2 separate regions of the Bos taurus genome follow, and region 1 is linked to region 2. A link is a contact called in public Hi-C data. All regions are on one chromosome and are shown on one strand. The core of a region is the stretch at or near the end of the contact, and the rest is flanking DNA. Distances in the headings are between cores, read along the strand shown. Region 1 overlaps CAPZB (capping actin protein of muscle Z-line subunit beta). Region 2 holds the start of CAPZB (capping actin protein of muscle Z-line subunit beta).

What was found. A called contact is a pair of places that touch in the nucleus more often than the background predicts.
Region 1: a Hi-C map of skeletal muscle shows a contact between it and region 2, with 2.1 times the contacts expected there. The contact joins the enhancer-like site here to the promoter of CAPZB in region 2. A contact is called at or near these places in 2 of 11 Hi-C or Micro-C datasets (liver and skeletal muscle).

Annotation. Positions count from the first base shown.
Region 1 is chr2:133,240,433-133,244,469 of ARS-UCD2.0, forward strand. All of the region lies in intron 1 of CAPZB (capping actin protein of muscle Z-line subunit beta), which reads left to right. Among named protein-coding and RNA genes, the nearest start is that of CAPZB, 40 kb to the left of the region's middle. Within about 2 kb of position 2,654, at least 33 of the 102 cell types and tissues checked have an H3K27ac peak or open chromatin away from gene starts, as enhancers often do. A contact at or near this core is called in liver and skeletal muscle, where this site is marked.
Region 2 is chr2:133,200,974-133,204,902 of ARS-UCD2.0, forward strand. CAPZB (capping actin protein of muscle Z-line subunit beta) reads left to right here and starts at 1,431. Exons shown (of 9, transcript NM_176648.4): 1 at 1,431-1,587. The coding sequence starts at 1,498.

The DNA.
Region 1 (4,037 bases), core at 1,404-3,903, 41 kb after region 2:
TTTTGTTCGTTCGTTTGGCTGCGCTGGGCCTTGCGGTAGCGGGGACTCTGGGCTTCAGTCGCGGGGGAGCACTGGCTTGGCTGCCGGGGCGTCTCTCTGGACCAGGGGCCCAATCTTTGTCCCCTGTGTTGGCAGGCAGGCTCCTGACCCCTGGACCACCAGACACGTCCTCTAGTTCTTAAATGTGAGTACACTTTGTCCTTTTACTGCAGTTCCTGGCAGATAGCTCGGGCGGTCGTGGGGCAGCCCTGGCATGGAGACTGCCCGGCGGAGGGGCAGGAGGGGCAGAAGCGAGCCCCCACGGCCTCCAGTTGTCAGCTGAACTGCCTCTGACCCTGAACCTGGGGTGGCATCCTTGGGGCACGTCTATGAGACTCACTCAGCTGGATTGTTGTGTCCGCAGAAGACTCTTAGGAGGGCAGAAAGAGCGTGTGGTTCCAAGTTCCTTCTCGGTGACGCGAGGTTCCCTCAAGGATTCTGTCCGGTCCTGACCAGAGACTGTTTGGTTTTAAATTTGTCAGTATTTTTTTCTCTCGCATAAAACAAAGCAACAACTGCTACAAAATCCATATTTCAAAAGAAAGTGACGTGAAAGTTGCTCAGTTGTGTCCGACTTTTGCGACCCTGTGGACAGTACAGTCCATGGAATTCTCCAGGCCAGGATACTGGAGTGGGTAGCCTGTCCCTTCTCCAGGGGATCTTCCCAGCCCAGGGATTGAACCCAGGTCTCCCGCATTGCAGGCGAATTCTTTACCAGCTGAGCCACCAGGGAAGCCCTGTTTCCCAAAGGATGATAGAAATTTTGTAAGTTTTATATGCTCCTAATAGAGATTATTCGAGGTGGGCTGGCCAGGTAGCACTGCTCGGAGGGCTCACGGTCATCGTGTGTGTGGCCATCAGTTTTCAATCAGTGGGGCTGTAATTTGAGAGAGCGCATTCAGGATTAGAATTTTATGTCTGGAAAACAAAGCGTAATTTCTACACAGTACAAACCCTAGAGGGTAAAGTTAACAGAATCCAATTGGCAGGTGGATCATAGACTTTTTAGAGATTGAGAAATACTTTTATAAAAAATTTGGAAAGTTCTGAAAAATAGATAAAAGGAGAAAAAGAATCTCTTAATCTCCCTACCCAAAGAAAAACACTGCTGACGTTTTCACTTACTGTTTCTCTCCAGGATTTGGACATCTTTTTCTTAGTTGAAAAAGAAACTAAGAACTTTTTCTTAGTTGAAAAGCTTCCCTTGTGGCTCAGCTGGTAAAGAATCTGCCTGCAATGCGGGAGATCTGGGTTTGATCCCTGGGTTGGGAAGATCCCCTGGAGAAGGGAAAGGACTGTATAGTCCATGGGGTCACAAAGAGTTGGACACGACTGAGCAACTTTCACTCACTTCTTAGTTGAGGTTAAATTTTTATATCCGACTTTGCTAATTTAACATAAGATAATTGCCCCATGTTTTTAAGAATGCCCTGGGCTTCCGTGATAGTTGGTAAAGACTCTGCCTGTAATGCAGGAGACCCCAGTACAGTTCCTGGGTTGGGAAGATCCTCTGGAGAAGGGAAAGGCTACCTACTCCAGTATTCTGGTCCGGAGAACTCCATGGACTGTAGAATCCACGGGGTCACAAAGAGTCAGACGTGACTGAGCAGCTTTCACTTTCACTTAAGGATGCTCTTCACAGACATGGCAATAATACATACTATTTGATCATTTTCCTGTTGTTGGGAAGTTATTTCTCTTTTTTGGCAGCAAAATGGTGGGCGTATTTGTGCATAAATGTGAGTGATTTCTTAGGTTAGATCCTAGAAGGGTAGGAGCACTGCAGAAGCTTTGGATATATAGTTGCCAGTTGCTGTCTCTGTGAAAGGGCCTCTCCTGCGCCCTCAGGCAGCCCGCTTGCCCTTCTCCAGTCTGTGGTCCTTGTGCCTTTTGCGTGCGCCTGGTCTCCACTCCCCTCTTCCGATGGCTTGCTGTCACGTTCCTCTTTGTAATGTTGGCCCGTCTCTTCTTAGCTCCAAGGACGCCCAGGGGGTGGCACCTTGTCGGGGCAGCTCGTGGCCTCTGCTGAATGAGAGCAGTGTTCCCAGCTGTCCTGCTCTGCAGCCTCCTGAGCCCCGTGGGGCACGTGGGTGGTCGGGCCAGGCCTCTGTCTCCTCGGCCGCTTGTCTGAGGCCAGCTGGCAGCTCCACCCGAGCCCCATGAGCCGCCTTTCAGGGGCCAGTGCTCTCCTGCATCCTGTGTACACTGGGCCTGAGACACACACACACGCACATACACACACACAGAGATACACACACAGACAGCCAGTGCTCTCGTGCATCCTGTGTACTGGGCCTGACACACACACGCACACACACACACACACACCCCCCCCCCCCAGTGTTCTCCTGCATCCGGTGTACACTGGGCCTGACACACACACACACACACACACACACACACACACACAGTGCTCTCCTGCTTCCTTGTACACTGGGCCTCACACAACACGCCCGCACACACACGCACACACACACACACACACACACAGAGTGCTCTCCTGCTTCCTTGTACACTGGGCCTCACACAACACGCACGCCCTGTTACCTGCTCAGCCTCCCCGGGCAGGCTGCTTGTCCAGTGATCCTGAGAGGCCGCCAGCTTCCTGTGTTCCTGCTGCATGGTCTTGCCATGTGCTCCCGAGAGGAGCCGGGCATGGAGCCGGGCGGAGGCGGGGCAGCCCTGGGGCCTGCAGACCTGCTGGCTCTGGCGTGTGTGTGTTTTCTTTTCCAGCTGCTTCATAGAGGTGTGACTTCCATATCATAAAATGCCCTGGTTTTAAGCGAATCATTCAGTTTTCCAAATTTTTTTAGTACAGAGTCATGGCACCATCTTGCAGTCCAGGGGGTGGACAGTGTTTCTATCAGCCCAGAAAGTTCCTGCGTACCATGTGCGGCTGCTCCCGTGTCCCACCCCTGCCACCACAGACCTTTCTGGACCTTTCATACATGTGGCCTCATACGGATTATTCCTTTAAAAGGAGTTATATGATTATGAAGGTAATGCCTGTTGGGGAACATCTGGAAGAAGGGACGCCAAGTCATCATTGGTAATGACCTTTGGGGAGTAGTTGCCTCTGGGTGGTGGGATTATGGGAGGAGCCCTTTTCTCTTTTTAGCCTTTATTTATTTAAGTATTGGGCTGCGTTGGGGCTCAGCTGAGGCACGTGGCTCTTCCTTGCGCCCCCGGGGATCTCTCTTTGGGAGCACGTGTTCTGTAATTGAGGCATGCTGGCTCAGTTGCTGCAGAGCATTGGCTTTAAGTTGCTCCAGAGCCTGTGGGATCTTAGTTCCCCCACCAGGGTTCGAACCCTCATCCCTTTATTGCAAGGCAGAGTCTTAACCACTGGACCACAAGGGCAGTCCCTGTAGGAGGAGTTTTCATTCTCTATAATGCTTGAGTCTTTTTACAGCAAGCCAGTATTAATATTTGCAGTCAGAAGAAAAAGGTAAAGGGAAAACGGCGCATGCTGCACGTGTGGAAAATGCAGACACCAAAAAAGCATAAAGAGGATGAAAAAATAACGGCCACTCAGAATTCCCCTCTCATGGAGAAAACCACCTTTTACTCCTTTGCGTTTTGCAGCTTTCTCTAAGCACATTTTAAAATACAGCTTTCACGTTTTAAACTTTGCGCCCTGCTTTTATCACAGAAGTCTTTCCCCACTTAACGTAAAACATCTTTGCAAAACTTCCTGTTAATGATTTTCAGTGGTTCTAGTCTTAATGGTTGTACCATAATTTACTTACACAGGGTGCTTTTTACTTTTTTGCTAATATAAATAATGCTAAATCAAATGTCTGTGAAAAGCTTTGTCTAAGACCTCTGCCACATTCTGGAGCAAGGGTTTTGTACCCAAACAAAAACTTTTTCTCCCATTTTGAAACTGCTCTTGCAAAATTGCTTTCCAGAGTTCTCTGAATTTCACCTGCTCCTTGAAATGACTGGCTTCGATCCCAGCATTTCCAGGAGGTGGCTCTTTACCACAGGGTGTGACG
Region 2 (3,929 bases), core at 181-2,680:
CGCCCCCCCTCGCCGCGCTCCATACTTGGCGATCGCCGAGGCCTTGCGCGCTCATTGGCCGACAGCCGGCTGCGTGGGGGGCGGGCCCAGGCCGGGCAGAGGCGGGGAAGGAAGGAAGGCGGCGGCGGCGGCGGCTCGGCGCGGGGGGAGGGGGCGCTGACCCGGATGTTCACTCTCGGGCACCCGGGGAAGTGGAAGCGCCGGGCCCTGCTGCGGGGGGAGAGCCACAGACGCCGGGACCGGGAGCGCCGCCGCCGCCGCCGCCGCCATGGTAAAGGCCTGATGGCCCCCGCCCCGGCCCGGGGCCCCGCCGGGGCTCGGACCCCTCCCGCCGCCCGGCCCGGCCCGCTGAGGGTGGGCTCCCCGGGTGGGGGAGGGGCGCGCCCGGAGCCCGGGGGGACCCCCTCCGGCTCTCGGGAGGGGGCCCGGCTGGGGGCGACCCCGGCGCCCGCCGCTGCTTCCAGCTGGACTCCACGTCCGAGTCCAGGCTGCCCTCTCCCGTAGCCCGTGCCAGACCCTTCTGGACCCGTGGTCCCGGCCGGGCACCCCCTTCGGAGACCCAGGCGTGGTCCCTCTTCCCCCCGGACCGGCCCGGCCTAGGCCCCCATACCCTGTCCCTCCGGCCCAGGCTGGGCTGTCGCTTCTTCCTCTTCCAGCCCAGGCTAGGCCTCTGTCCCCGTGCCCCCTTCTCCATGGCCTCAGTCCTCCGTCCTCCCTTCTCCGTGGCCACTGTCCGGACCCCCAATTCTCCCCTTCTCCGTGGCCTCTGCCTCCTTCTCAATGGCCTCTGTCCCCCGTCCCCCCTTTTCCATGGCCTCTGTCCCCGTCTTTCCCCCTTCTCCATGGCCTCAGTCCGGACCCCCGTTCGCCCCTTCTCCATGGCTCTAGCCCACATTTGCTCCCCTCCGTTCCGCGGCCTCAGCCTGGCTCGTCTCCTCCCTCCGCGGTCTCAAGTCTGGACCGCACTCCTGCGCTCCGGGCCCTCGCCCGGACGTCACCCCCTCCGCGCCCGCCGTCCCCCTTCCCCGGACTTCTCACCGCCCGGCCTGCGTCGGCCCCACTCTGTCCTGGGCTTGGGCCCCTCTCCCCCGCCCGGGGGCCCCCGACCCAGGTGGTCCTCTCACGTCCTCCCGGGGCGCGCCCTCCTTGCCGCCAGTGGGAAACGAAGGGCGCCCCCCGGCCCTGTTGGGGACGCGATCCCGGGGTTGCGCGGTGCTCCGGGCAGCGAGCGGGCGAGGGCAGGGCGGGCATCAGTGTGTCCGGAAGGCAGCGCGGCGCCCCGCGGGCCCTCCCCCGCGACCGCCGCCTGGGCGCCGGGGGGCGCGGGACTAGCGGAGCGCTCTGTCGGGGTCCGCAGGGCGCCTGGGGTGTGCGCGCGAGCCGAGGGGTGAGGGCGGGGGAGCCGCGGGGCCGGGGATGAGCGCACAATCGCTCTTGTGAGGCCGCCGCCTTTGGGGGCCCCCCCGGGCTCCGAGGCCAGCAGACGGCCCGGACACGATGCACCCCTGCAGACGCAGCCTCCCTTTCCCCCTCAACTGTCAACTCGTGAAGGTTGGAACTGCAGATTATGGAGGTGCCTCGGACCAGGTGAGCCGCCGCTGGCTCCTCTCTGCTGTTTGTTTTGGTAATGAAGGCAGCTGCTCGGCGCTGCCGAGGTTTCACCTAGGCCCCCCATCGGCCAGCCCTCCACTTTTGGAACCTTCTTGCCGGGCAGGCCCAGCACCCAGATTGGAAGGGCCAGAGGGCTTCTGCCTCAAGTGGCCAAGGAGCCTTGGGCGAGTGGACTGAACGTTCAGGCTGGGGGCAGGCAGATGTTTGCATGTGGACTTTGGGCCCCAAAGGGTTTTGAGCTCTCGGTTCCTTGTTTAAGGAAGAGATGTTGCTGCTGAACTAGGGTGACTAATTCAGAGCAGCTCGGTTTTTTCTTAACGCCTTCCTGTATGGTGATGATGAAAAACGTGGTCCTTGTGATTGGCCTTCTCTGATAGCATCGGTGGAGAACTGACTGCAGGGGAGGTGGCCCAACCCCAGGCCTGGGTGGGGAAGGACTTCTCCAGGACAGTTCTGGGTGAGGACTCAGAGGGAGGTTTTGTACATTTGCTGTTAGGGCAGAGGCGGGGAGGAGGGTTGGCGTGGCCAGTGGACCTGCTCACGGCAGCATCTCTGGCTGTTTGGGGGTCGGGTGCAGTGGGGAGCATCTTGCCTTGGCCTGAGCCCCAGAGGTGATGGAAGGATGCCTGTAATGACCCAGAAGGGACCGGATGATACTTGAGGCTCCTGAGCATCCTGTATTTGGGTCTTACTTAGATAATCTGAAAGGATCATGGGAGGAGTGGCGGGAAAAGGCCTTTTCTGGAAGGGTGGGTGGGGCTACTAGGTGCCAGGCCCTTAACCCACCCAGGGCCTTGTGAGGCAGTTACTGTCCCCATTTTACACGGGAAGAAGCTGGGGTTCAGACAGTGGGATAACTTAAGTAAAGATGCTGTTTAGTTGACAGAGGGCTCTGACTGCATCCTTCCCATTGTCCCAGGCTGCTTGTGTGTTGAGGATGTGAAGGACACTGTTTAGAAAACAGTGAGGATGGTCATTCAGATATGGGGAGGGGGGAGCAGCACTGACTGGCTACTGACGCGGTCCTGGTCGTTTGCACAGGGATATCGTTTCATAGTGAAACAGTGATGATGTGATGCAGGCTTACTTGACGTGAACTCTCTCAGGGCAGGGAGTTTTGTTTTTTGTTTTGCCTGTCTATATCCCTGGGGCCTAGAACAGTACCTGGCACTGAAGGAAATAGCTCGGAGTGTTTCCTTTTGGGGCGTGTCTTGAACTTAGCCATTTGGATTTCATTCTCATGGTCTTAATAACTTGTTCTTAGTATCCCCCTAGGCTTGTAAGTAATTTCTGACTGCTTATTGTTCAGTTTCTTCCTTGCTTGAATATTCTGACTAATAAACCAACATAGACCAGTTGGGATAGGGCAGAAATGGTGGTGTAGGGTTGCATAATAGGTAAATTAATTAAGACCATTGTGTTTTTTATTTTCGTAGGTTTGATGGTAGAGAAACCAGCTAGTTCTCAGTTATCTAACTTAGAAGGAAATAGCAGTTTGAGAATCTAAAATACTTTGGACTTTGGAGAAAATGCCATGATTTTTGTTGGCATCAGTTATAAATGCATAGGCAAATAGAATTTCTTTGCATTCTCTTAGCAGGTAATAATCTCACTATTGTAAGTGCTTTATAGTTACAGAGCACTTTTCCTTGCCCAGCTCTAACTTCTAATGTAGGAATTATTGTTAATTTAGAATTATGATTCTGGTGCTGGGTGGTGGGGCTGCAGCACGCAGGGATGGGCCGGGCCCCCTCCGGAGTTGTCCCTCCAGCTCCCACATGGTTTGGCCTGACAGGAGAGGAGAGGAGAAGCCTGTTGTACTGTGACAAGGGGAAACCATACTGTTGGTGTCTTGGCTGGTCTCCTGTAGGTGAGACACACAGCTCAGACCCCACATGTATATACAGCCTTGTTCATTTCAACCCAGCTGGATGTTCTTTGGTGGAATCCTTCAAAAAAGTGGCCCACGGTTGATCAGTTGGCTTGAGATGAAGGAGATACTAAACCATCTGACTGAAGCACATATTCCTGTTTATAACCCAGAACTCCTATTCTTTTATGTCCCCTGGGGGAGGGGAGGGGACAGATGACTGGCGCACAGGGAAATGGTGGCTGGGCAGGTCCTTTGAACATTGAGACTCTTGCTTCTTAGGGAAATGCATGCCATCAAGCAGAGTGGGGTGTGAGGGGGTGCTGGGAGCTAACAGGTAAGATTAATACACTGTACACAGCATGCGTATGAGGGGCTTTCTGTGTGCTGGTCTGTGTACTGGGGACAGGATCATACAGTGAACAAGACAGACAGGTCCATGCCTTCA